6 separate regions of the Mus musculus genome follow, and all the other regions are linked to region 1. Evidence: chromatin contacts called from public ChIA-PET, Hi-C and HiChIP or PLAC-seq data. All regions are on one chromosome and are shown on one strand. Each heading gives the region's core, a stretch centred on a gene start, on an enhancer-like site or on the middle of the called end of the contact. The rest is flanking DNA. Distances are from core to core; before and after follow the strand shown. Region 1 overlaps Rras2 (related RAS viral (r-ras) oncogene 2). Region 2 holds the start of Cyp2r1 (cytochrome P450, family 2, subfamily r, polypeptide 1). Region 3 overlaps Pde3b (phosphodiesterase 3B, cGMP-inhibited). Region 4 overlaps Pde3b (phosphodiesterase 3B, cGMP-inhibited). Region 5 overlaps Pde3b (phosphodiesterase 3B, cGMP-inhibited). Region 6 holds the start of Pde3b (phosphodiesterase 3B, cGMP-inhibited).

Region 1 (3,791 bases), core at 485-2,984:
GATGTGTTCTAGGTGCCTTCTTTCCATTTCTAGGGAGTACACGAGAGACTTCTTCCGTGTGTGTGTGCATTTGTGTGTGTGCATGCGTGCACATGTGCATGTGCGTTTGTGTGTGTGTGTCTCCCAGTTCTCTCTTGAGGCCAAGAAGAGGGTGTCGGATCCCCTAGAGTACTGGTTCTCAACCTTCCTAATGCTGTGGCTGACCCCCAACCCTAAAATTATTTTTGTTGTTACCTCATAACTATAATTTTGTTACTTTTAATGAATCGTAATGTAAATACCAGTGTTTTCCTATAGTCTTAGGTGACCCTGTGAGAAGGTGGTTTGGAGGAACCCCCCCACCCCAAGGTTGAGAACTGCTGCCCTTGGGGTTGTTGGAGTTATACCCCTAGGGGTAGTTGTGAGTCACCAGAGTGACTGAGGATCAAAATCAGACCCGCTGGAAGCTATGGAGTTTTACCACTGAGTCATCTTGGCTCTGACCCTTGGGTTGCCTTTGAAGTTCTCTTTATGTAGGCCAAATGGTGGGACCTCTAGCAGTCCTCTGAGAGCTTGGCCTTGTGGGTGCACACGCTGATCAGGCTGGGAATCTGCAGATCCATAGTGCAAGAGGGTGGAGTGGAGGGAACGGAAGAAGCTGCAAGGTGAGCTGCCTGGATGTCCTGACTGCTGGGTGGAGCCCACACAAAGCCACCTATACAGGGACGCCACGCACTGATGGCTAACTGACAGATGACGACTTGCACCAGGAGGGACCCATGAAAGCCTCTTTGATTCAGGGTTGAGAGTTGTAAGTAGGTTTCTCTAGAGCCTGAGAATTTTATGTCACACACCCCATTCTAGGGACTCTCCCAGGAAACCCACAGGCATTCATGAGAAAGAACATCAAAGTTGATTGGTGTGGTCTTTGACTCTATGCTCTCCTTCAGTTCCTACCCAGGAGCCAGAGATAATGTTGGTGTGGAGCAGGAGAGATGCATAATAAAGGACAGTGCTGCCTTGGCCACCCGTGTTTTACTGAGGCGGGGCTGGGTGGGGGGTTGCCAGGTGAGTGCCGGCAAATATGATCGAGACACCGGAAGAGGTGCATTGAATGTTGAAATTAGAAAGTTCCTGAAAACCACTTGAAGAAGATACTAGTTACAGAGTGAAGACAATGTGTGCTCTCTTGGATTCTGTTCAGGAGCAAGGAGCAACTTGTAGAAGGGCCTAGGGAGAAGTTTACATGTAAAGCCCAGCGGGGTTATTTATTTATACATGTCCCACGTGCACATTTGTGAAAAGGGGAAGTGAGGTAACAAGAGAGACACTGAGTTTTACTCAGTCTACCTCATGGCTCTGAAAACGGGTAAACAGGTAGGTGTTAATTACATGCTAATTATATATATACACATATATATATACACATACATACATACATACATACACACACACACACACACACACACACACATATAATCAGATATGCCCCATTACTCTCCTTCTACTGACTCTATTTCTCTTCCTACCTAGTCCCTCTTTATTTGCCTGTAGATTTTATTTTTATGACTCAGTGAGTTTCATTAGGTTGTTTACAGGATCCTAGGTGAGAAAGTAAGATTTTTTTTTTTTGAAGGTTAAGAGCCTTCTTTGTGGGCATGGCTGGAACCTTGCACCTTGTGCACTCTAGGCAAGCGCTTTACCACAGAGCTGCCCCGTCAGCCCCAGGGGAAGAGGCTGGCATGGGAACATGTGATCATTTTCCCGTGAGAGTGTGGGGTATATGCACTGTAATTTAATAGGCCTACTGTGTGTCATGTGTTGTGCTCTGTACACGTGCCCCCCCCTCCCCCCAAGGCAGTGAGGTTTTTTGTTTGTTTTTTTTCTGTCTCATAGGCAAGGAAGCTGAGGTTCAGACGCACACGAGCTGTGTGGTTTCCTACATGGAGGACAAACAGAGCTAATTTACCCTCAGTCTCTTTCTGCTTCTCTCCGCTGCCTACACACACACACACACACACACACACACACACACACACACACACGGGACAGAGGTGGGGAAACTCAGCCAGCGTGTCCCACACTGGGTGGGGAGAATAGAGGACATGGTGGTCACTCGAGACTGGCAGCCTGATTCCCAGGGGCAACGGTGTGGACTTCTGTTCCTTGGAAGAGGGAATGGGTCCTTGCACCTCTTATCTAGGAGGTTATCTTCCTTCTTGCCACATTTAAAGTAGACTTTGGGTTATGCCTACCTTATCCTTTTTAAAAGCAAGATTTATTTATGTATTTTCCGGGCCTGAACGCTTTGCTATCCGTGTGTATGGGCGCTGCATTTGTCCCTGGTGCTTCAGGAGGACAGACTTTTGATCCCTTGGAACAAGAGTTACAGATGGTTGTGAGCCACCACCACGTGGGTGCTGCAAACTGAACGCTGGTCCTCTGCAAGAGTAGCAAGTGCTCTTACCTGCTCAGCCACCTCTTCCGCCCTTGCAGAGTTATTCAGTTCGCCTAAGGGCTCAGGCATCTGTCCAGCGTGGCTTCTGGACTTGACTTTCAATCCCCTGACTGCATAATCATGCATCGTCTCGCCTTGCTGCCTGCAGCCAGCCTTTATAAATCCTCTAATCAAGAAACCAAGCAGCTACCAAATCTCAGGTTCTGCTCTATTTTGTCATAGGGAAATGTAAAACTTGTTCTGTGGGTAAAAGTGTCTGTAGGGCCATGCTGAATTTCAGTGTTCAGGGTAGGCTCTTAAGGACTTTGCATCTAGACTGTTTCAGAATCCCCTCCCAAGAGAACTGGGCAGGACCTCAAGAAGATGACAGGGGTGTGGGTTTATAAATCTTGCCTTTTCTCATATTTTTGGAAATATTCTTCCTTATTTTATAGGCCAATAGAAAATTTGGTATTCAGTGAATTTTTATTAAATAATAATTCTTAGGCTCTGATGACCTTATTAGCATTGGGTCTGAATTTAAACCGTAGTCTTCCTGCTTGTTTATTGAGTGGCCTTGAAGAAGTAGTGCAGTTCTCTGATGTAAAAATGTTTGTAAAAGGGGGGAATCTGTTGGAGGGTCCTTGTGAGGATAAATGAGAAAATCTACTGAGTAATAAGCAAGGCAGATGCGCAGCCGCACTGCCTGCAGGTCTTGCCTGGCCTGTGATTTGCTGGGGAAGGCCTTCTCCTTCCTCTCTGGCAGTGTTCCTGTCTTTACCCTGCTTACATTCTGGCTGGGTGGGGGAAGGAATGGATGATTTAAGGTTTTTTTTTTGTTTGTTTTGTTTTGTTTTGTTTTTGTTTGTTTGTTTGTTTGTTTTTTAATGTACGTGTGTAGCTGAGAGAGGGCAGGAGCAGGGAAGAGGGAGAAAGAAGGAGGAGGCCTAGAAAGTTTCCTGAGGTCAGCTCAGGATGAGGGCATGAACCCTTAGCTTCTCGATTTGACTATGCAGTTCTCTTCATTTTATTAGCATGTATGAATTATACAATAATGACTAAGTGATAGCTACTCATTTTGATCGTATTCACTCCCATTAACCGATCTTGCCCTCCCTCCCACTTCTGCAGAATCCCCCACCCCCACCCCTGTCTTCCCAAATCTAACTCTGTAGCTTTTACAGTTTGCATTTTTTTGTTGTTGTTTTTTTTTTTTTTTTTTTTTGTTTTTTCGAGACAGGGTTTCTCTGTATAGCCCTGGCTGTCCTGGAGCTCACTTTGTAGACCAGGCTGGCCTCGAACTCAGAAATCCGCTTGCCTCTGCCTCCCGAGTGCTGGGATTAAAGGCATGCGCCATCACGCCCGGCTCAGTTTG
Region 2 (3,791 bases), core at 387-2,886, 490 kb before region 1:
AACTCTACCCTTCTAAACACCCCTGTGGTAATAAAAGCTATAGAAAACAGTACTGATCAGAGTCTTTTATTCCAAGAGTAAACTCTGTGAGACAGAATGAAAGGAAGGGTGCAGTGAACGTTGCTGAGCACTAGCAAAATAAATGGCTCAAGAGGAGGCTCAGAGCTTCAGTTATTCATTAGCTCTTACTCTTTAAAGGTCAGTGGGGGAGATGTACATTAGTGCTGTCAATCAGATAGGCTGTACTGGGAGAGTCTGTACTCCCTACTAAGGTAGCAGGGAAAGAAGAAATAATTCCTTAATCAACACAAATTGGAGAGTATTCCTGGAATTGAAATTAATCTGTTTTTAAAATAAACAATGGAAGGGACTCCCTCCTGAATGGAGTACCTGTATTGTACAGCAGCTGCAGCCAAACTAGATACTTCAAGCCTTAAAATGATGTGAGAGAAGAAGGCGGGGCTGATATCAAGTATGTAGCAGGCAATGAACGCTCCTGCTGCTTCACCGTTACTGTTTCCCAAGGGCAACCTCAATATCCATCCTGTGAAACTGAAGGTTTAGTTTAGTAATAACATCTCACCATTATTTTTCTAACCTACTAGGCGATTAATAATAAAGTTAAGGAATATTTCAAGATAAAATATCAAGCATTTTAACAGTAGGTGGGTTGTCTATGGATGGAGATCCTGAAAAACACTGTAGGAACTTTGTTATTCTTTTCCAGCCAAGTATCTTCGATGTATAAGACACATGCACTGTGCAGGCATTCAATAAATAGTAGCATGAATAAAACTTAAGGTAATGAGAACTGGTGAACTTTTGCCAGTGCTGAATCATAATCAGAGGGCAGGTTGTTGGGAGTCTCAAGTCCTGCCGGTCCTGTGTTGCAAGTAATTGCCCAATAGAAAACAGGAATGTGGGCTGAACTAACGACATAAAATCAGTGCCTCTGCCTCAGTAGGAGACAGAGAACCTGAATAGTCAGTGCTATCCCTGAAAAGAGAGGCCTCTGAGATTATAAATAAGAAACCAATGGGGGCTTGGGAGAACAAAGAAGGGTGAAAAGATAGGTGACTAGAACTAATCAGAATCCTCAAAGGGTCCACCGAGAAATGGCTCATAACAAACAGTGAAATTGCAGACAGAGTGAAGCAAAATACAATAAGGTTATTTCCTTTTCCTCTTGATATGTGGACTCGCTAATGGAAGTGCTGGTTATTACCAGACTCGGTTAAAGAATGCAGTTCTAATCTCTTCCCTATCCGTAGACTGAAAATAAACAGACCAGGCAACGTTAGACACTCTTTAAGGACAGACGTCCAGAGAACTAAGATGCACCGAGCCCAGAGAGCGAAGTTCACATGACCAACCTACTGACAACATTCCGGAAAAGGGCCCTAGGGCTCCGTGCCCGTTATGCGGTCCTCACCAAGAGCCAAGCCAAACCCAAAGGTTTACAAACGGACTCTGAGCAAAGCAGATCTGGAGCTGGCTAACCCAAAGGACCCTGAGCCCACACTGAATGAACCAATGGCCGTAGAGATAAGGCGGGCCGTCGAGGCGCCGGGCCAATGGGAGTGCGGCAGGGCTGGTGGGTGCGCCCCTGCCTCCTCGCTCCGGACTGGTTCGTAGCCCAGCCCGGGGCCGATGTTGGAGCTACCGGGAGCCCGGGCGTGCGCTGGGGCGCTCGCGGGCGCTCTCCTGCTGCTGCTCTTCGTGCTGGTGGTCCGCCAGCTGCTGAGGCAGAGGCGACCGGCGGGCTTCCCCCCGGGTCCTCCGCGGCTGCCATTTGTCGGCAACATCTGCTCCCTGGCCTTGTCGGCCGATCTTCCCCACGTCTACATGAGGAAGCAGAGCCGGGTGTATGGCGAGGTAGGCCTCAACGCGGACCTTCCTCTCGTCAGAAGGAACCACTCAAGCGAAGCCGGCTTCGAGGGCCGCGCCTCCTACAGGAAGCCGCCTCACCAATACCACGCCAGAGGCGCTTCGGCTTGAGTTTCCCGCCCACAGATCAGCATGTGCTTCTGCGCTTGCGCTGTGTGGCCTGTACTCTCTGGAGATGCCAGCCCGTAAGCTGCCACTGACAGAAACTTAACGGCCCCGTGGGCCCTGAGCTTGAGGGAAAAATCAAGATGCAGTGAGTTTCTAGGACAGTTAGTGGTCAGTATTGTAGGCTGCTGATTAAACCATGGTTTAAAAGATTTAACGCTAAAAATTAAAATTGCCCTTTAATTTTCTGAATCCTCAATTTTCCTCATCAGAGTAATTAGAATGATACCCAAAAGCAGTAAGAAGCTACCCAACTGTATTGCCTACTATATATGATTTTGGTTACTATGTGTGAAAAATATCTTCATTTAGTAGTGTTAGGGATTGACTGTAGGGTTTGGCAAGTTAAGTGTTTACCACTGAAACACACAGCCAATATAATAGAAATGTATTATGCCTCCAAATCTAAAATTATCTTTAAACCAGTTGATTTGAAATGGTTTCTCATTGAATAGGAAATTAAAAATTTTTACATAAATATTTGAACTGAAAGGAATTATTTACTATGAATATTCATATAGGACAAGTAATGTAAGTCTGTTCGTTAAGATAAAATTAAAATTAAGTGTTTGGAAGACTGTCATTAAGGAATAGGTTGATTGGATTCAATTGATTAGAATTTGGCGTAAATAATTTTGTTTCTGGTACACTGAGGAAACTGCATTGTTTACAGTGATGACCACTTACTGCACATCAGATAAGCCTGACCTGTGTTGATAGCTTCAAAGTTGCAAGGAGCAAAACTGAAAAGGATATATGTATTTCAGAGTAAACATTGTATTGCAAGGCTTAATAACCACCAAACATTAACTCTTTATAAACTACTGCTGCATTTGATCTTTATTCTAGCTATAAAACAACCCTGAAGATTTCCATTATCTTAGAGATATTTCCCAATTTTTGACAGTTTCAAAATTAGTATAAATTGTTAAAATACGAACCATTTTTTGTAGAGTAGAAGGAGACTGTTATTTCAGAAAGGTTATAGGAAGCAGTTCATAGAAGTTTTTTTTTTTTCTTTTTTTGACTTTTTTCTTTTTTTCCTTTTTTTTTATTATTATCATTCCATTAGTTTACATCTCAAATGATATCCCACTTTCCAGTTACCCCCTCCACCAACACCTCATCCCATGTTATCCCATTCCTGGTTACTTCACTGCCACCACCACCCCCTCCACATCTGTCCTCCCCACTCCTTTTTGCCTGTATGAGAGTGCTCTCCCACCCATCCACACTTTCCTGCCCCACTGCTCCAGCATCCCCCAACTCTGGGGCATCAAACTTCCCTGGGACCAAGGGCCTCCCTTCCTATTGCTGTCAGGCAAGGCCATCGTCTGCTACAAATGTATCTGAAGCCATGGATCCCTCCAGGTACACTCCTTAGTTGGAAGTCTAGACTCTGGGAGAACTGGGTGGTCAGGCCAGCCTATGTTGTTCTTCAAATGGGATTGCAATCCCCCTGAGCTCCTCCAGTCCTTCTGCCAGCTCCCCCACCAGGTTCCCTGAGTTCAGTCTGATAGTTGGCTCCAAGCATCCACATCTGTATTGGTCAGTTGCTGGCCAGACCGCCCCAGGAACTGCCACACTTAGTTTCTTTCCACAAGTGCCCCTTGAACACAGCAACAGTGTTGGGTTTGGTGTCTGCAGACTTGATGTACTCCCCAGGTGGGGCCATTCCCGGATTAGCCCTTCCTTCAGTCTCTGTTCTGTTTTTCTGTCCCTGTTCTTCCTTTGGACAG
Region 3 (3,791 bases), core at 887-3,386, 460 kb before region 1:
TCTGAAGCTCACTGTCTGGACAGACCAGTTAGTCATTGAACTTTCAGGTATGCCCCACTAGCCCTCCCTTGCCCAGTTCTGGGGTTCAAGAACATGGCCTTTGTCTGGCTTCTTAACATGAGTTCTGGGGATCTTAACTTAGTTCCTCATGCTTAGACACAGACACTGTTAAGAGGTTAGCCCTATCCCAGCCCTAGAGGGATAAGCTTCTATCTTCATTCACACACCTCAGGAACAAGTGGGCAACCAGAAATTAAATACAAACCTCCTGGCATCAGATCTAGTGCTTTTTTCAAAGAATTGTGATTTGCCAGTAAGTCAATCAAAGTGATGTGGAGGTTAGAATATCCTCTAAATTTGTAGAATGATACTACAAATATGTAACCTTGGGCAGGTAGTGTCTCTCTCTCTCTCTCTCTCTCTCTCTCTCTCTCTCTCTCTCTCTCTCTCTCTCTCTCTCTCTCTCCCTCTCTCTCTCTCTCTCTTCCCCCCCCCCGTGTGTGTGTGTGTACGTGTGTCTTTGTCTCTCTAACACACACTTTATCTTCTGTATTTTTAACAGTTGACATGATTGAACAAGACAGATAAAAAGAGGAACAGAAAATGGCTACAAATGATAAATGGAACTAAATTTAAGACAGAATACTAAAAGTGAAGACAGATGAATTCATCACAAATAATAACATTGGTTACTCTTTATGATGTTGATTACTGGTTATATGTTGGTTAGAAACATATATACAACATTGCAGCAATCTACAACACAAATACCTCAAACCACATTAAATTCTTCTAAAAACCATGTTTAGTTCCAAGTTCTCATGTTTAAAGTTATGGCAGTTACAGTATTCATGTTGGGAATTCATACTACTTTATTTAGACTGTGATCTGACCCTAAAAGAGTTTGGTACTTGATCAGCTATATTCCCTCCATATAAAATACTATACCAAAATAAATTGTTGTCTATCTTCTTACTACATTTGTATTTACTTATTTGTTTATGTGAGATGAGGATACATCTGCATGCCATGGCACATGTGTGGAGGTCTGAGGACAGCTTGACGTAACTGGTTTTCTCTTTCTATCAAGCCAGCCCCAGAGATTAAACTCAGGTTGTCATGCTTGGAGGGAGGTACTTTCACCTGGTAAGGCATCTCATCACCCCCAAGAAAGAAATTGTTAGTGCACTAATATGTTCATAGCTAAGGAACAGAAGGTAAAGATATTAAGATAAATCATAGGAGAAAAATGGAAAGAACAAACCATTAAGGCTCTCCTTAGTTATTACAACTTTTAGCCACACTATGGACCCAATCAGAAAGAACAATGATCTAACCAGAGCTTTATCAATTTGTTAGAAGACAAAAATATTTCAATCAAGATATAGAATTCATGAAACATGGAGTTATAAACTATTCTTTTTTATAGCTGAAGAAACTAATTTTTCAAAATCCTCTTAGCATTCATCATCATGTGCTTTCACCAATTAATTATAATGAAGAGTTTACTGAAAACATGACTCACAAGAAAGACAGATTATAGAGTGATATGCAATCGGTTATAAAAATTTTTTGGAACTATTCTTAAGCTTCTGAAAAATTCTTTCCTACCTGAGGTGCATTTGTAGCCACTAGAAACGCATTTGTTCTTCCTGGGTGATCGTAATCGTGCATGGCAGCTGCCACATACAAAGCCATCAATTCTAATGCAGGGATGTTTGAAGATAGGCAGCCATAACTCATATCTGGAATACAGCAACTCTTCGAAGAAATGTAAGCAATCTGTCCAGAACCAAGTCTACCATCTGAATCTGTGTGGCAATAAATAGTAAACAAACATTAGCATTTAACTTCCTGTCAATTATGCTAAGGATAGAATTTCTCATAAGTAGTATCAGTATTAATTTATTGAAATTAAATAGACTCAAAGGATTTAAATACTTTCCCATTGTTTATCTTGCAGGACATTAGAGAATTCTGACACCAGATTGATGCTTTCTTGCTAGGACTAATAAATACCTGAAAACCCTAAGTTTATAATTTTCTAAACATTTGTTCTTAAGGGCTAAACATAGTAGTCATACAAAATTCTAGCACCAAGAAGAGGAAGTAGACAAAGCCCTGCCCGTAACCAGGAAGCTACTGTAACTGAAACTTCCTGGGAAAGGGAAAGTCAGCTTTCTCCAGTGGAGTATAAAATTAGGTATACCATAAGTCACACTCCAGGACAGGCCCTATACCCAAGGGTAGTTAACTAAAACACAGACTCTGTATTTTGGGGGATGTGTTTGTGTGTGGTATCTTGTTACCTTTTCTCTAATTTTCTTTTTTCAAAGTTTGATGTGATTTTATTTTTGTTGTTATTTTTTCTTGTTTTTTGAGAGCCAGACAGACAGAAGGAACAAGTAGTTGGGTAGGTATTAAGGTGAGGAGGGTCTGGGAGAAAGTAGGGGAGGGGAAAGAATATGATCAAAATATACTGAATGAAAAAATTTAAGTATGTATAGTAGATATAGAAAAGGATCTAAATGAATAAAACTAGGGGATTAAAATCTGATTTAAAAACAATATGAACATGAGGGAATTTGAGGTATCACCAAACAAAGCTCTTTCATAGAGATGCTACTTTTCAAAACTCATCCGAAGAAATGTTTCATTTCTTGCATTGACTACAATTTCTCTTTCTCTTCTTCTTCCTCCTATGAGGCTCTTTACAATGGAACAGAACAAAAAGCACGAACACACAAAGGCCTGAAACAGAACTACTTCATACTACTTCTCTGTTTCCTCCTGATAGAAACAGTGTGTTTTCCCCTGTCTGTGACTCTGGTCCCTAACACCTCATTACCTGCTTCTGTGTCTTTATATTAGCTAAGACTAAATGGTCAAGCTATCATTGCTGCTAAAGGGATTGGAAGAAATTCCAGAATGTAAAAGGTATTATAGTAAGCAGCACATAAAATACAAGATAAGAGATAAAAGATGTCCTCAGTTGTGTTCATCAGTTAGAAATAGGCCTTGTCAAAGGCCAAATGATTTCTTAATCATAATTTGAGTCAATATATCACAAGAATTTTAACATGACTTTAATGCATGAATGATAATTTAATTTTAAAATGTTCATTATTTCCATACTGTTTATGTTTTCAATATATATTGAGTTTTCAAAAACTGTACGCTTAACACTCCTTACAACAGTAATTATGTAATTATGTAGGCAAACTGCTACTAGCAAGACTTTAATTATTAATATCAGGTCAATACCTTGAACATTTTCCTGTGTTATAGCTACCATGGATTCCCCCTTAAATTATAAACTAAATTTTAAAAATAAAAATAGCAAAATATATCCCTATTAAACTAAAAAACGTAGTTGAGACTGGGATGCAGACCTATACATGTCAGCATTTTAAGTTCAAGGACCATCTGGAGTACATGAGATATTGTGTTAAAATAAACAAAAGCAACAACAAAAATGTAGAAAGTGAAACAAAACAAAAACTCAGTAACTACTTAAAGCTTAGACAGAAGGCTCTTGATAACAGCAGTACATATAAATTTGACAGAAACCTAACATTAAAAAGGCAATGATTTACAAATTTTTCTGCAGATTCAACACTGTATATAATCAAAATCCAAGCTCGCTTTTTGAGCATAAAAATGTAAACTGAATATATAATTAATGTATAAATACAAGAGACTGAATGGCCAAAATCACCTCAAAGGAAAAAAAATAGAACATTGCAACACTGAGAACTCATACTTCCTAATTTCAAAGCATATTACACAGC
Region 4 (3,791 bases), core at 732-3,231, 420 kb before region 1:
AAATTGTTACTTCCTTGTTTTTAAATGAATTACATCAGCAGATTCCAGCACTCTAAATAATGTAATTATCTACAAAGCCTAGGAAATGAGTTATTTAGACATTCTGCTTAATTAATATTGCGTTTAAAATGTTTTTTTAAATATACAAGAAAACTTTTCTACACACTAAGGTAAAGCTCTCAATGGGTCTTTTCTGACTAGAATATTATTGTTTTCTTGTTTAAAGTTTTGGGGCAAAGTCTTAGCATGTAACCCAGTGCTCAGTCCCCACCTCCCCAGTGCTGCAGTTACAGGAGGACGCCGCTACACCCGCTAATGATCACAATTTTCAAGAATTACTCTCTTCAAAAATCACTACCTTAGACTAATAAATGTCAGTGGGAAAGGAAAAGGAAAAAGAAAACTCATGACTAGCTTGAGAATTGGTGCTTGTAATTATGTGGTGTACTAAAAAGTCACATAAATCAATACCAGTGTGAAATGAACTCTAGTGAATATGGGCACTACTTGCTAGATTTTATGAAAGTAGAAGCATCGATTAACTATCTATGACCCAGATGATCAATAGTTTTAAAGTCTGTAACTGTCCTTGCTTTATTTTTCAACATTTATAAACCCAAATATTGAGACCTGACAAAATCAAATTAACTCAAAAATTCCATATTTTCCTTTTCTAGGTTCTGTATAAACTAGCACAATTTTAAAAAATAAGTTATTTGAATTTTATATTTCCTTGGTTAGTTCTAAACAACTGAACTACAGTAATCCTTAAAATATTTTTAGCTTTAAAGCTGTATAATTTTAGATATTGGCGAGGTGTCACAATTCAACAATAGATAACAGCACAATAAACAAGCATAATGTGTACCAAGTTAATATATTCTATATGTATTAATTTCTAAAGTAAATCTTATTTTTAAGTACCAAGACAAAATTAATTCCATATCTAATTATGGAAAAACCTATGTTCCCTGAGCTATAAAAATGCCAGGAAGTAAAGACAATCAGGGTTTTGAATCTGTAAAAATCATTAAGTAATAGTAATACAAATCATTAAGTAATATTATTATAATGGCCATTTGCTCTTGGTTCAACCAATGTAATTACAGGACTCTATAAATGAAAAGAGATTAATGATATGATCTCTTTTATATAAACCTAGACTTAAGTTCCTTGCTGCTATCTACTTCTTACTATAATGATATCATATAGTTCTTAGCATATAAACTGCAACTGCTAAATATAACATTGATACTTAAAATAAAAATTGCTAGAAGCATGATATTTCCTCAGCCCTGGGAAGAAATGACTGAAAAGTGAGTACAGAATTACTTTCATTCATAACTGTCTATAAAGCTCCAGCAGCATGATACAAAAGAAGCTGATCTTTGGAAAAGAAAGAGTGTATTATATAACATATAGAGAGGAATGCTTTAATGAAGACAAATCATTAAATGAGATAAATAAGGCTGGATGATTACTGTGTTTTAACCTTGTGAAGTTTTCGATCTCCTTTCTCAACTGGATCTTCTACTTCAGAGCAGGGATAAAATCCAGGAAATGGTGTAAAAGAATTAATCTTTGGCCTACAGGAACCTGAGAAAGCACCCATCAAGCTACTGATACTCCGCAGAGAAGAAATGACTTGTGGGGGAAGGCTTGGGTCAATCAGCAGGTCTGACACCATATTGCGAGCTTCATTTAGCACTGAAAGATCAACTCCATTTCCACCTCCAGAATTCTAAAAAACAAACAAAACAAAAAAAAAGAGGAAAAAATATGTATTTGTTACACAGAGAGTTTAACACTAAAAAAGTCTTCTGCAGGTGGCAGGCCTTAGACTAAGATGCCGTACAACGTGTGCACCTTATTGTCTTTCCAGAGGATAATGTTCTGTGGTTACCTTGCTTCTGCAGTTCAGTCCAAAGGGGTTGGAGAAGAAAGCACTTGGGCTACTTCCTTTGCGTCATGTCTATCTTCCGCCTTAGCTATGAGTCTTTGCCCTGTCATGCTCTGAACACTTGGTTGTGCTGTGTCGCCTTGAATGGATGCTATAGTATTTAATTCAGCTTTTCTAGTTTTAGGCCAAGAGTTGGTCTGATGCTAACTTGTCTCTCTTACTGAAAATAATGTGAGAGTAACACTGTTTTCCACAGAGAACTGGTTGAAATACTATCCTCCTACATATCAGAACTAAATAAAGATGTGAGCTCATGTAATTTCAATAAAACTAAGTATTAAGCATCTCTGAAATTATTCTGTAAGAATGATCAGAGATGGCCTAAGAGAGATTGGGAATGTCAATTCTTCAGTATGAGAAAAGGCATCAGGTTGTACATTTATGAGCTGTGTCCTTCTAGAAATGAATGCTACACTTTGATAAGGGCAGAGATGCCTAATATCACACACAAGCTTGTCAACAAGCCCATTCTGCCCTTACTACTTATTTATCTTTAGACTTTGCCAGTAATTTAGATTCTCTTTTAACTGGAAACTGGGGATCTTTGTGGATATGAATGATAACAAAATCCATTACAGTAGCTACTCAAGGAAATATTCCATTTCAAGTCAGGTGTGGCCTACTCCCTGATTTTATCTGACTACTGTGGTAGCATAAAAGTCCAGAGGACATTTTCATTTTAGGGGTAATTGTGGCTACTGCACATACTGTTTAAAAATAAAATTTAGTCTCTAGGAGCCCCCAAAGGTCCAGGTTAGGTGACTGTTGGTCTCCCTGTGGAGTCCCTGTCCTATTCAGGTCCCTCAATCCTTCCCTCAGCTCTTCCATAAGACTCCGTAAGCTCCATCTAATGTTTTGCTGTGGGCCTCTGCATCTCTTTTTATTGGCTGCTGGGTGAAGCCTCTGAGAACAGTTATGATAGGCTCTTGTCTGCAAGCACAGCAGAGTAACATTAATAGTGTCAGGAATTGGTTCTTACCCATGGGAAAAGTGAGCATGGGCTGGACCTAGGGCCCCTGCAGATATGTAACAGATGCGCAGCTTGGTCTTCATGCTGGTCCCCCAACAACTGTAGCAGGGGCTGTCCCTGAATTTGTTGTCTGCCTGCCTGTGCATCCTGTTCCCCTAATTGGACTACCTTATCTAGCTTCAGTGGGAGAGGATGTGCCTAATACTACAATGACGATGTGCCACAAAGGGGTGCAGGGGAGGTGTAGCATGTGAGGAGATGAGGAGGGAGGAATGTGGGGAGGATCTGAGTGAAGTCTGAGAGGAGGCTGCTATTGGGATATAAACTAATTAATCAATTAATTAATTTAAAAAGAAAGTGGAACTACAACTATCATGGGAATAAAGGGAACTACTGGAAGGGAAAGGGGAGGATTATGGGAAGGGAAATATGTCCAATATACAGTATTACACAGCATGATATAAACATGTAAACATCTTATTAAAGAAAATTAATCAATAAATATTTGTGTCATGAAAAAAAACAAAAACAAAAACTCAGGGGTTAGAGTGATGACTCAGCAGTTAAAAGTACTTGCTGCTCTTCCAGAGGACCTGGCTTCATTTCCCAGTACCCACATGGTGGCTCCCAACCTTCTGTAACTCTAGACATCCTCTTCTTGTCTTTGAAACATGCACATGGTGCTCAGGCATATATATAGTCATAACACACAAAATAATAAAATAAAATAAAAACATTTAAATAGAAAATAAAAATCATCCATTCAAAGGAGCATTGATTTTTTTTAAAGTTGATATTGAGACAACTAGTGAAATAAAGCTGAGGATGGTTCAAATTCCTGTAGCAGAAATAATTAAATAC
Region 5 (3,791 bases), core at 748-3,247, 370 kb before region 1:
ATAGTGTCAGGCCTTGGAGCCTCCCCTTGAGATGGGTCCCAATTTGGGCCAGTCACTGGACCTCCTTTCTCTCAGTCTCTTCTCTATTTTTGTCCCTGCAGTTCTTTTAGACAGGAACAATTCTGAGACAGAGTTTTTGACTGTGGGATGGCAACCCCATCCATCATTCCACTTGATGCCCTGTCTTTCTACTGAAGGTGGACTCTACAAGTTTCCTCTCCCTACTGTTGGGCCTTTCATCTAAGGTCCCACCCCTTTGAGTCCTGAGAGTCTCTCACCTCCCAGGTCTCTGGTACACTCTAGAGGGTCTCTCCACCCCGAAGTGGCATATTTCCATTCATTCTGCTAGCCCTTAGGGCCAACAGTGTTTTCATAATCAAAAATATAAATGCAAAAAAATGGATTTTAAAATTTTATATAATTATAGTATGAACAAAAAAAAATCTAGAAAATGGCATAATCTTCCCAGAGTCTAGCAAGGTAAGACTGCCGACTCTCTCTGGCAAGCCCCTAAGCCCCCATGTAACTTTAGCCCAACATCAAATGTCCTGACCTAGACTATTCAACCCTGCCTGGACTACCCACAACCTCTGGCCTTCCACCAGTACCCTCCTTCCCATGCTGCAACCAACCTCTCAATCCACCCATATCCTTCATATTCTTCACCAATGCCTAGCATAGCAGATCTGCCTGATCCTCCCATCTATGCACCCTCAACACCCAGATCACCCCCAAACTCCAAGATTAGACCTGGATGCATATCCTGCATGACTTCCTAGACCCCTATATCCAACCGACTTCATTCCACCTGAGCTATTTCCAACCTTTAGGCCCAATGTCCAAGGCGCATCCTATATTCTGCCCCAAACTTCTCTGTCCATTATCAGATACAGGATCAACAAAAGAAATGCCTAGATCTCATTGCAAAAATACAAACACTATCAAAGATCAAGATCTCCCCCATCAAATTATTCAGTCATATAGAAATGTTTACCAATGAGACTTATTTAGATGAACCACAAGACAGAGTTTAATGAGTTTAAGAAGACACAAAGTGTTCAATGAACTTCAACAGGAAGAGTGAAAGGCGAGCTAGGAAGAGTTTAGTCCCATTTACTGTAAGAGAATTACATAGGCCAAGAAACTGACAGAAAACCTTATTACTTCAAATTAGGTATATCTAAAAAAGTAAAAAAAAAAGGAAAAAAAAAGAAAGAAAGAAAAAAAAGGACAACATAGGAAATAGAAAGAGGAACTGGAATGACTGCTTCTGGGGAGCAGGACCAGATAATAAAGAAGAACTAGACAGAGGACTGTTAGTTTTCATCTTATATCTTTCAGTGCTGCTTGACTTTTAAAAATGTTTGCATGCTACATTAAAATTTTAAATTATAAAATCCAGCATCAATTTTACATTTAAATTTTTCATATTTTTAAACTTTACTATAAAATAACAAAAAATAGGTATTTATTGCCCACTTTATGCAACTATAAAAGTGCAAAAGAAATATAGTTAAAGCTGTTCATTCATACCCATAATAGGGCTACAAGATGAATAACTCTTCTTATTTTGCAACTGAAATACACAAAATAAAATTTATGGGGTGATTAAATCTCACATATGAAGAAAACTAAGCTCTGTGTGTTTTATAAAACTAATATTAAAAGTACTAATCAGCCAGGTAATGGTGGCTCAAACCTTTAATCCCAGCACTTGGGAGGCAGAGGCAGGAGGGTTTCTGAGTTCGAGGCCAGCCTGGTCTACAGAGTGAGTTCCAGGACAGCCAGGGCTATACAGAGAAACCCTGTCTTGAAAAAAAAATTCTAATCATCACTTTAGTGTAAGCAGTGAACTGGATGGTCCCAGAAATCAGATTTGGGTCTGTTATCAAAATGATGAAACTGATATTAACTGGGGAACACTAAAGAAGCAAAACCAGTACAAGTCCAACTTCTCCCATGGGTGCTACCACAAGTACAACTGAAAACTGACTGTGTACATTTAAGCACTTTTAGTTTCAGTTTCATCTCATTTGTCTTACAACTGACCTTCTGCCCTCTCTGTCGGGTTATCAAAAACTAACTAAAGCAAGATAAAATACAAAAAAGTAAAGCAATGACATATAGACATGCCCAAGAGTAAAATGTATTTTATGTCCAGAGACATTGCTGCAAATAGCTGCCCAAGCTTACTGCCTGGATCTTAGAAATGAGAACATCAAGAAGAAAAACTTCAATTGGAATTTAATTTTTTTCCAGAAAATGTTTTGAGAAAGAATTTTCTTAAATATAAAGAAACTGCCGAGCCTTTTCTACAGAACTGTTCAAAGCATGACATACTTTTTAAAGCAAAGAATTACAGGCACCAGCTCATAAGTCACTTTAAATCCAAATCTTTTCTCATACCTACTTCTTTGATAGTTGATAATAGCATCTCATTGTCCCTGTTTCACTGTCATACTAAAAGAAAATCAACCAACTTTTTATATCTTCTGGCTTTAAAATAATTTCTAGAGCAAATGTTTCTAATCCCAAAGTACCGAACCTCTGAAACTAAACTTGTCATTCAAAACAAATAATTATAACTATTAACTAAATCTTTCTAATCCTAACTAATAACCTCGATAAACATTCGGATCCACACATTATAACCTACTAGACCTACAGAAGAATAAAAGAACCATGATCTTTACTGCAAGAATTGCAAGGAAGGAAAGAACTAGAATTCCATCTTAAGGTGACCACAGGTAATACCTAGGCCTTTAAATTAACAGTATCACAATTAGTGGAGATTTATAAATTTAGTTAGAATTTTTTAACATGCAAGCTTATTTTTAAATATGTAATGCTACCCTTGTCAGGGAAGTTACCCTGACATAGCATTATCACAAGCTCAAGAAAACAAACTAAAATTCTAATATTTTAAAACAAACCTCTTTCAATTCAAAAGCATCATCGTTGCTAACATTATTCTCATAGGCTTCCCTAAATAACACTTATGATTTTAAAATGAGGAGCTACTGCAAAGAGAGCCAGACTTTCTAATAAAGTCAACTGGAAATGAGACAAACTCAGTGATGCTTTCATATGAAGCAAATAAGATCAAACCATCGGCACAGTATAAATTGTAATCACAGAGCAGCATTAAGACCTAAACTATGGCCTGCAAAGTCATACAGGAGCCAAATAACTAGAGTAACTCATGAGTAATTAATTGTCTGAAAACTAGATTTAAAATAATAATAATCACCAAACAAGAAACAGCTTCTCAAATATTTGGTGTCACTTAACTAAAGGGAAAGATGGTTCCATGAGAAGCACAGCTGCAACTTGTTTTTATAAGAACAGTTCCCTGACGATTGTAGGATGCCTCTCACCTTATCCATGGGCCTGTCAATGTAGAATGAATTGATTCCTTCATCCTATCATAAGCTTGAAAGAGTCAAGTTTGGAAATATCCTAACTTCTACAAATTCAGAAGTGTTGCCAAGACTATGTGGATTTGGGGGTGGGAGGAAGAAGAATCCCAATAAACTTCAAGTAACTATTTGTTCCTTGCAGAGAAATAAAACTTCACTCTTAGAGTGGGCAGACTTTTTATTCAACAGATCCAGGAGATCCAGCAGAGTCACTAAGCTTAGCTAAGCCACACTCAACCAGAGGACTCCTCTTAGCCAGCGATGTCTGCAAAACGATCAAAAGAACAACTTCTAATATTCCTAAGATTCACACAGCATATGCACCTAGTCAATTCGTTTCTTCCAGCTGCACTAAGAAATACTGGCTTTGAA
Region 6 (3,791 bases), core at 850-3,349, 350 kb before region 1:
GGTAAATGCTCAATAGAGCAGCTATACTTAAAGGATCTCTTGGTAGTATAGACCAGGTGGATCTCCCAACGCAATACAAATACAAGTTCATCCCCTCGTGATGATTTCAAATGCCTTTAAAAACAAAATATGAAAGCCTATGGGGGTTGGGGGAGGAAATGTTTTGGCCATCTTTCCACACATTACTAAGTTTAAAGGTTAAATTGCTAAAACTTTCTCCTAATTATGCAAGAAATACAAAGCCCAAATAACAAAGCCCATGAGTTAGTCTGTAGTCTGTAAAAAACAGTTTTAATTGTATTAGTATAGACTGCTGTCTATTAATCTAAACCAAGTCTAAATTCCAAGGCTCATTTCTGTTCTTTGAACTATGAAAACACTCATTTGTCCTCCCACATCACCACTTGCAATGAGCCCGAACTGTCAAAAAAAAATCTGCATACACACTTTTATTCTAAAGGCAGCTTGTCAACTCCGGGCAAGCATCCTCATGTTAATAGCAAACGGATAAACTGTACCCAAATGCTATATGTAGGAGCTTAGTGTGTCCAAAGTGGAAGCAGTGAAATCTACTAAACCTCAAGTCGGTCACCTCATTCTTGAAAACTCTCCTCCTATGTAGAAGCTAAGTCAGAGAGTGAATGATTTCATTCTCACTCACTGGGAAAAAGCCACTCACTGGCTTCTGCGTTTTTTGACGAGCCCCTCATACTGGGGCAGCCTTTCCAGCGCAGACCACAGGTTGCTGCCCCTTGCTTTCCTCTGAGCGAGCCCACGCGCTTTCGCAGCTGCGCTCCTGCGCCGGGGACACGCAAGCGGTCCACCCGCGCTCCGCTTTCTCCTCCACCCCGCGCTCCTCTTCCCAGACCATGCCCGCCCAAGAACCCTACCTGTTCTCGGGAAATACAAGGCAACGACGGTCTCCTGAACATCTTGCCACTGCCATAGTAACCGGCTGCGCTTTCTCCCAGCGACACGCAGCTGGACCTCCTCCGGGGTCTGATCACAGGCACTTTTTCCTCCGCGGTACTCGCCGAGCGCGGCGGAGGGGAGGCTCCCCGGACGTGAAAGAAGTGGTCCAAGCCCAGGGCTAGCAGGCATCCCGCGCCCCCGACCAGGCACGACAGCAGAGGCCTGAGCGCGGGCGGCAGAGCCCCGAGGCCGGAGAAGGACACCCACCACACCAGGCCGGCGAAGAGCAGCACCAGGACGCCGTGCCGCAGCCTCACGCGGGGCGCGAGCGTCAGCAGCCCCACGCAGCTCAGCACCAGGCAGAGCCGGCCCGCCGCCGCCGGCTCCCCACGCAGCCACGACCACCACTGCCACGCCGCGAAGTCGCCCAGGTAGCAGCAGGCGGGCAGCGCCAGCAGCCACCAGGAGCCGGCGCCGCGGCCCGGGCCGCGCTGCGCGCGCGTCAGGAAACAGGTGAGGAAGAAGAAGGCACAGGCGATGCTGAAGAGCGGGCTGAGGCTGAGCGAGCAGGCGCTCAGCAGCGTCCGGAGCCCGGCTGCCGCGGCCGCCCAGCGCTCGGGCCTCGCGCCCAGCAGCGCGGCCAGGACAAAGGCGGCCAGGACGCCGAGCGAGAGGCGTGCCCCGGCGCGGAGCGAGGCCGCCGGCGGCTCCACGTTGCAGAAGCGGCAGAGGTGGAAGAAGAAGCTGCGCGGAGGGTCCTGCCGCAGCGGGCTCACGCAGCTCTTCACGTAGCCGTTGCGCAGGCTCTCGGGGGGCGAGGCGGCCGAGGCTGGCGGCGGCGGCGGGGACCTCATGGCTGGCGCGTCCCGCTCGCGCTCGTCTTTCCTCATGGCCCCGGGCCGCCGGGGGGCCGCTGGCGCTTGCCGACCCCGCGCCGCCCTCCGCGTTCTGGGCGCCCCGAGCTTCGCAGAGCGGTCACGGCTGCGCCCGCCGCCGCCACCGGCCGGGATCCCCGGCGCGCGGGCTGAGGGGCGGCGGCGTCCGCCTCATGCCGGCCACTGAGAGCGGCGAGAAGGGCTTCTTGGTGTCCCGGGACCGCCGCGGACGCCTCTTCCCTTTTCCCTCAAGCGCGGCTCGGGACGGGAGACGGCGGCGTCGCCTCCCAGCTCCCGCGCGCTGCAACAGTTACCTCACGGCCGCAGCCTGGTCCGTTGGGCGCGCGATCGGGCGCTCCTCCCCCGCGGCTGCCCCTGCCGGGCGCGCGCCCCGCCGGCGGCCCCGCGCGCTCCCGTAGCTCGGCCGGTCGCCACTGGGGCGGCCGCGGCCCGCGTCAGGATGCGCATCCGGGACCCCGCGGGGGAGCGCGCGCCCACGGCCCGGCTGGTCGCTCCAGTGAGACAGCCGTCGCGTCAGGCTGCCAGACTTGGACCCCTCGGGGAGCGCGCGCGGGCCACCGAGAGCTCCACTGCTGAAGTCGGAACCCCTACCCCCCGGACTGCCACAGAGCGGCGAGCTCTTTGGCAGATGGGAGGGACTGATCACAGTCCTGAGACGCCCCGAAGCACAGTCCCCTTTGAGGTAAGTCACATACAAGACCCACTCAGGTCACTGCGAGGTCTTGGGGAGACATGGACCCCAAGGGCAGTGCCTAGTGAGGTGAGAGCTCATGGTGTGCCCTCAGACTGTGAATGGAGACATGAAGCTGGAGGCTCAGCCAACACTGAGGCCAGACCAGAATGAAGAAACTCAACACTGTCAGTCACATCTGGCTTCCAGGGCAAGGGAGATTTGGGGCCCAGCAGCAGGCCTTGAATCCCTTCAGGGGCTCAAGGGAGGAGGACCCCTGGAGAGTGCACTCTGATAGCGAGCACGTCTTGCTGAAGAACCCTTTTCAGTGAGGCTAAGAACTAATATCCAGTCCTGTGATTAGCATCCTTGCCAGACATGCACTGTTTCACATAGACCTGCTGTCCCAAAGGTTCTTTCCAAGTGAGAGACTTGTTCTGTGCAACGGTGTGTTTTGTGGGGTGTGTTCTTTGGGGAAAGGAGGGAAGGGAGTCCCACAGTCCTAATACCACTATCAACTTGAATGGGGTTGGCCTTGAAAGAAGCCAATTATGTTTTCTGTGAAAGACCTGTGAAACTGGTACACTAGGAAAGACAAAAGTAGAAGTGATATTAGCAAAGACAGACGTAAAGGTTGGAGAAAAGAACTTTGCTGAATGAAAGGGATTGCCCTGGAATCCAACCAGTCATAACTGCCTTAGAAAGTGTAAACTGTTTCCCTCCACTGAAACTCCCTTCAACCTCATGACAGGCCTGCTTTTCTTAAAAAGCTAATTCCACATTTTTCCAGGGAGATGAGAAACCTTACTGTGTGGTAAATCCCACAAACAGACCTATTTTTCACCAATTAATCTAAGCCCATAGCCATGACCTAAAGCAGACCATTTTCATATATAGTCATAATTCACACACATAATAGAAATCACTGAAGAATTAACACAAGAATTTGACAAATGTGGGAAAAGACCAGAATTTCCTTGGCTTTTTTATGTGTTAGATAAAGAAAAAATATTTAATGGAGTGTTCAAATGGTTACCCAAATGTCCTAAATGATAAAAATTCACTGAATCTTTTTTTCCACTAGACATGAAAAGAGGAAACTCATTTTAGCTAAACTCAACAAGTATCTTTTAAATCCTGTACATAAAATCATCACAGACCACACACCCCCCAAACACACACACAGAATCAATTGAAGACTAAATAGGAAACTTGACCTACATATTTTGAGTTCATATAGAAGGGCATGACAAAACAAGCATCACCATTACTAAAATACCATTTTAGGTCATTGTTTTAAAATAAAAACTTAT

What was found. Hi-C and Micro-C count contacts between places; a contact is called where the count stands out from the background. ChIA-PET counts read pairs in DNA pulled down with a chosen protein or histone mark. HiChIP or PLAC-seq counts read pairs in DNA pulled down with a chosen protein or histone mark.
Region 2: a Hi-C map of CD8 T cells shows a contact between it and region 1, with 2.5 times the contacts expected there. The contact joins the promoter of Cyp2r1 here to the enhancer-like site in region 1. A contact is called at or near these places in 2 of 15 datasets of contacts at CTCF or cohesin (CD8 T cells and large pre-B cells), 3 of 484 Hi-C or Micro-C datasets (CD4 T cells, CD8 T cells and uterus), 2 of 115 datasets of contacts at active chromatin or transcription factors (cardiomyocytes and large pre-B cells) and 2 of 9 other capture datasets (adipose tissue and liver).
Region 3: a contact with region 1 is called in a Hi-C map of CD4 T cells, with 3 times the contacts expected there. The contact joins two enhancer-like sites. A contact is called at or near these places in 3 of 484 Hi-C or Micro-C datasets (CD4 T cells, CD8 T cells and cerebellum) and 2 of 115 datasets of contacts at active chromatin or transcription factors (large pre-B cells and memory CD8 T cells).
Region 4: a BATF HiChIP or PLAC-seq map of CD8 T cells shows a contact between it and region 1, with 6 read pairs. The contact joins two enhancer-like sites. A contact is called at or near these places in 1 of 15 datasets of contacts at CTCF or cohesin (large pre-B cells), 13 of 484 Hi-C or Micro-C datasets (B cells, the Ba/F3 cell line, CD4 T cells and 6 more) and 3 of 115 datasets of contacts at active chromatin or transcription factors (CD8 T cells, bone marrow-derived dendritic cells and large pre-B cells).
Region 5: a contact with region 1 is called in a BATF HiChIP or PLAC-seq map of CD8 T cells, with 5 read pairs. The contact joins two enhancer-like sites. A contact is called at or near these places in 2 of 115 datasets of contacts at active chromatin or transcription factors (CD8 T cells and large pre-B cells).
Region 6: a contact with region 1 is called in an RNA polymerase II ChIA-PET map of memory CD8 T cells, with 552 read pairs. The contact joins the promoter of Pde3b here to the enhancer-like site in region 1. A contact is called at or near these places in 3 of 484 Hi-C or Micro-C datasets (CD4 T cells, CD8 T cells and embryonic stem cells) and 5 of 115 datasets of contacts at active chromatin or transcription factors (embryonic limb bud, embryonic stem cells, large pre-B cells and 2 more).

What each region holds. Positions count from the first base shown.
Region 1 is chr7:114,067,329-114,071,119 of GRCm38.p6, reverse strand. The region is part of intron 1 of Rras2 (related RAS viral (r-ras) oncogene 2); the gene reads left to right. Among named protein-coding and RNA genes, the nearest start is that of Gm51454, 33 kb to the right of the region's middle. Within about 2 kb of position 1,734, at least 89 of the 459 cell types and tissues checked have an H3K27ac peak or open chromatin away from gene starts, as enhancers often do. A contact at or near this core is called in CD8 T cells, Th1 cells, group 2 innate lymphoid cells and 2 more, where this site is marked.
Region 2 is chr7:114,560,817-114,564,607 of GRCm38.p6, reverse strand. Cyp2r1 (cytochrome P450, family 2, subfamily r, polypeptide 1) reads left to right here and starts at 1,636. Exons shown (of 5, transcript NM_177382.4): 1 at 1,636-1,875. The coding sequence starts at 1,651.
Region 3 is chr7:114,524,801-114,528,591 of GRCm38.p6, reverse strand. Pde3b (phosphodiesterase 3B, cGMP-inhibited) reads right to left here. Exons shown (of 16, transcript NM_011055.2): 12 at 1,612-1,811. Among named protein-coding and RNA genes, the nearest start is that of Cyp2r1, 36 kb to the left of the region's middle. Within about 2 kb of position 2,136, at least 14 of the 459 cell types and tissues checked have an H3K27ac peak or open chromatin away from gene starts, as enhancers often do.
Region 4 is chr7:114,492,436-114,496,226 of GRCm38.p6, reverse strand. It overlaps Pde3b (phosphodiesterase 3B, cGMP-inhibited), which reads right to left. Exons shown (of 16, transcript NM_011055.2): 3 at 1,493-1,741. Among named protein-coding and RNA genes, the nearest start is that of Cyp2r1, 69 kb to the left of the region's middle. Within about 2 kb of position 1,981, at least 23 of the 459 cell types and tissues checked have an H3K27ac peak or open chromatin away from gene starts, as enhancers often do. A contact at or near this core is called in CD8 T cells, Th1 cells and group 2 innate lymphoid cells, where this site is marked.
Region 5 is chr7:114,438,142-114,441,932 of GRCm38.p6, reverse strand. All of the region lies in intron 1 of Pde3b (phosphodiesterase 3B, cGMP-inhibited), which reads right to left. Among named protein-coding and RNA genes, the nearest start is that of Pde3b, 25 kb to the right of the region's middle. Within about 2 kb of position 1,997, at least 26 of the 459 cell types and tissues checked have an H3K27ac peak or open chromatin away from gene starts, as enhancers often do. A contact at or near this core is called in CD8 T cells, where this site is marked.
Region 6 is chr7:114,413,562-114,417,352 of GRCm38.p6, reverse strand. It overlaps Pde3b (phosphodiesterase 3B, cGMP-inhibited), which reads right to left and starts at 2,099. Exons shown (of 16, transcript NM_011055.2): 1 at 891-2,099. The coding sequence starts at 1,802. It overlaps 4933406I18Rik (RIKEN cDNA 4933406I18 gene), which reads left to right and starts at 2,192. Exons shown (of 4, transcript NR_029437.1): 1 at 2,192-2,490.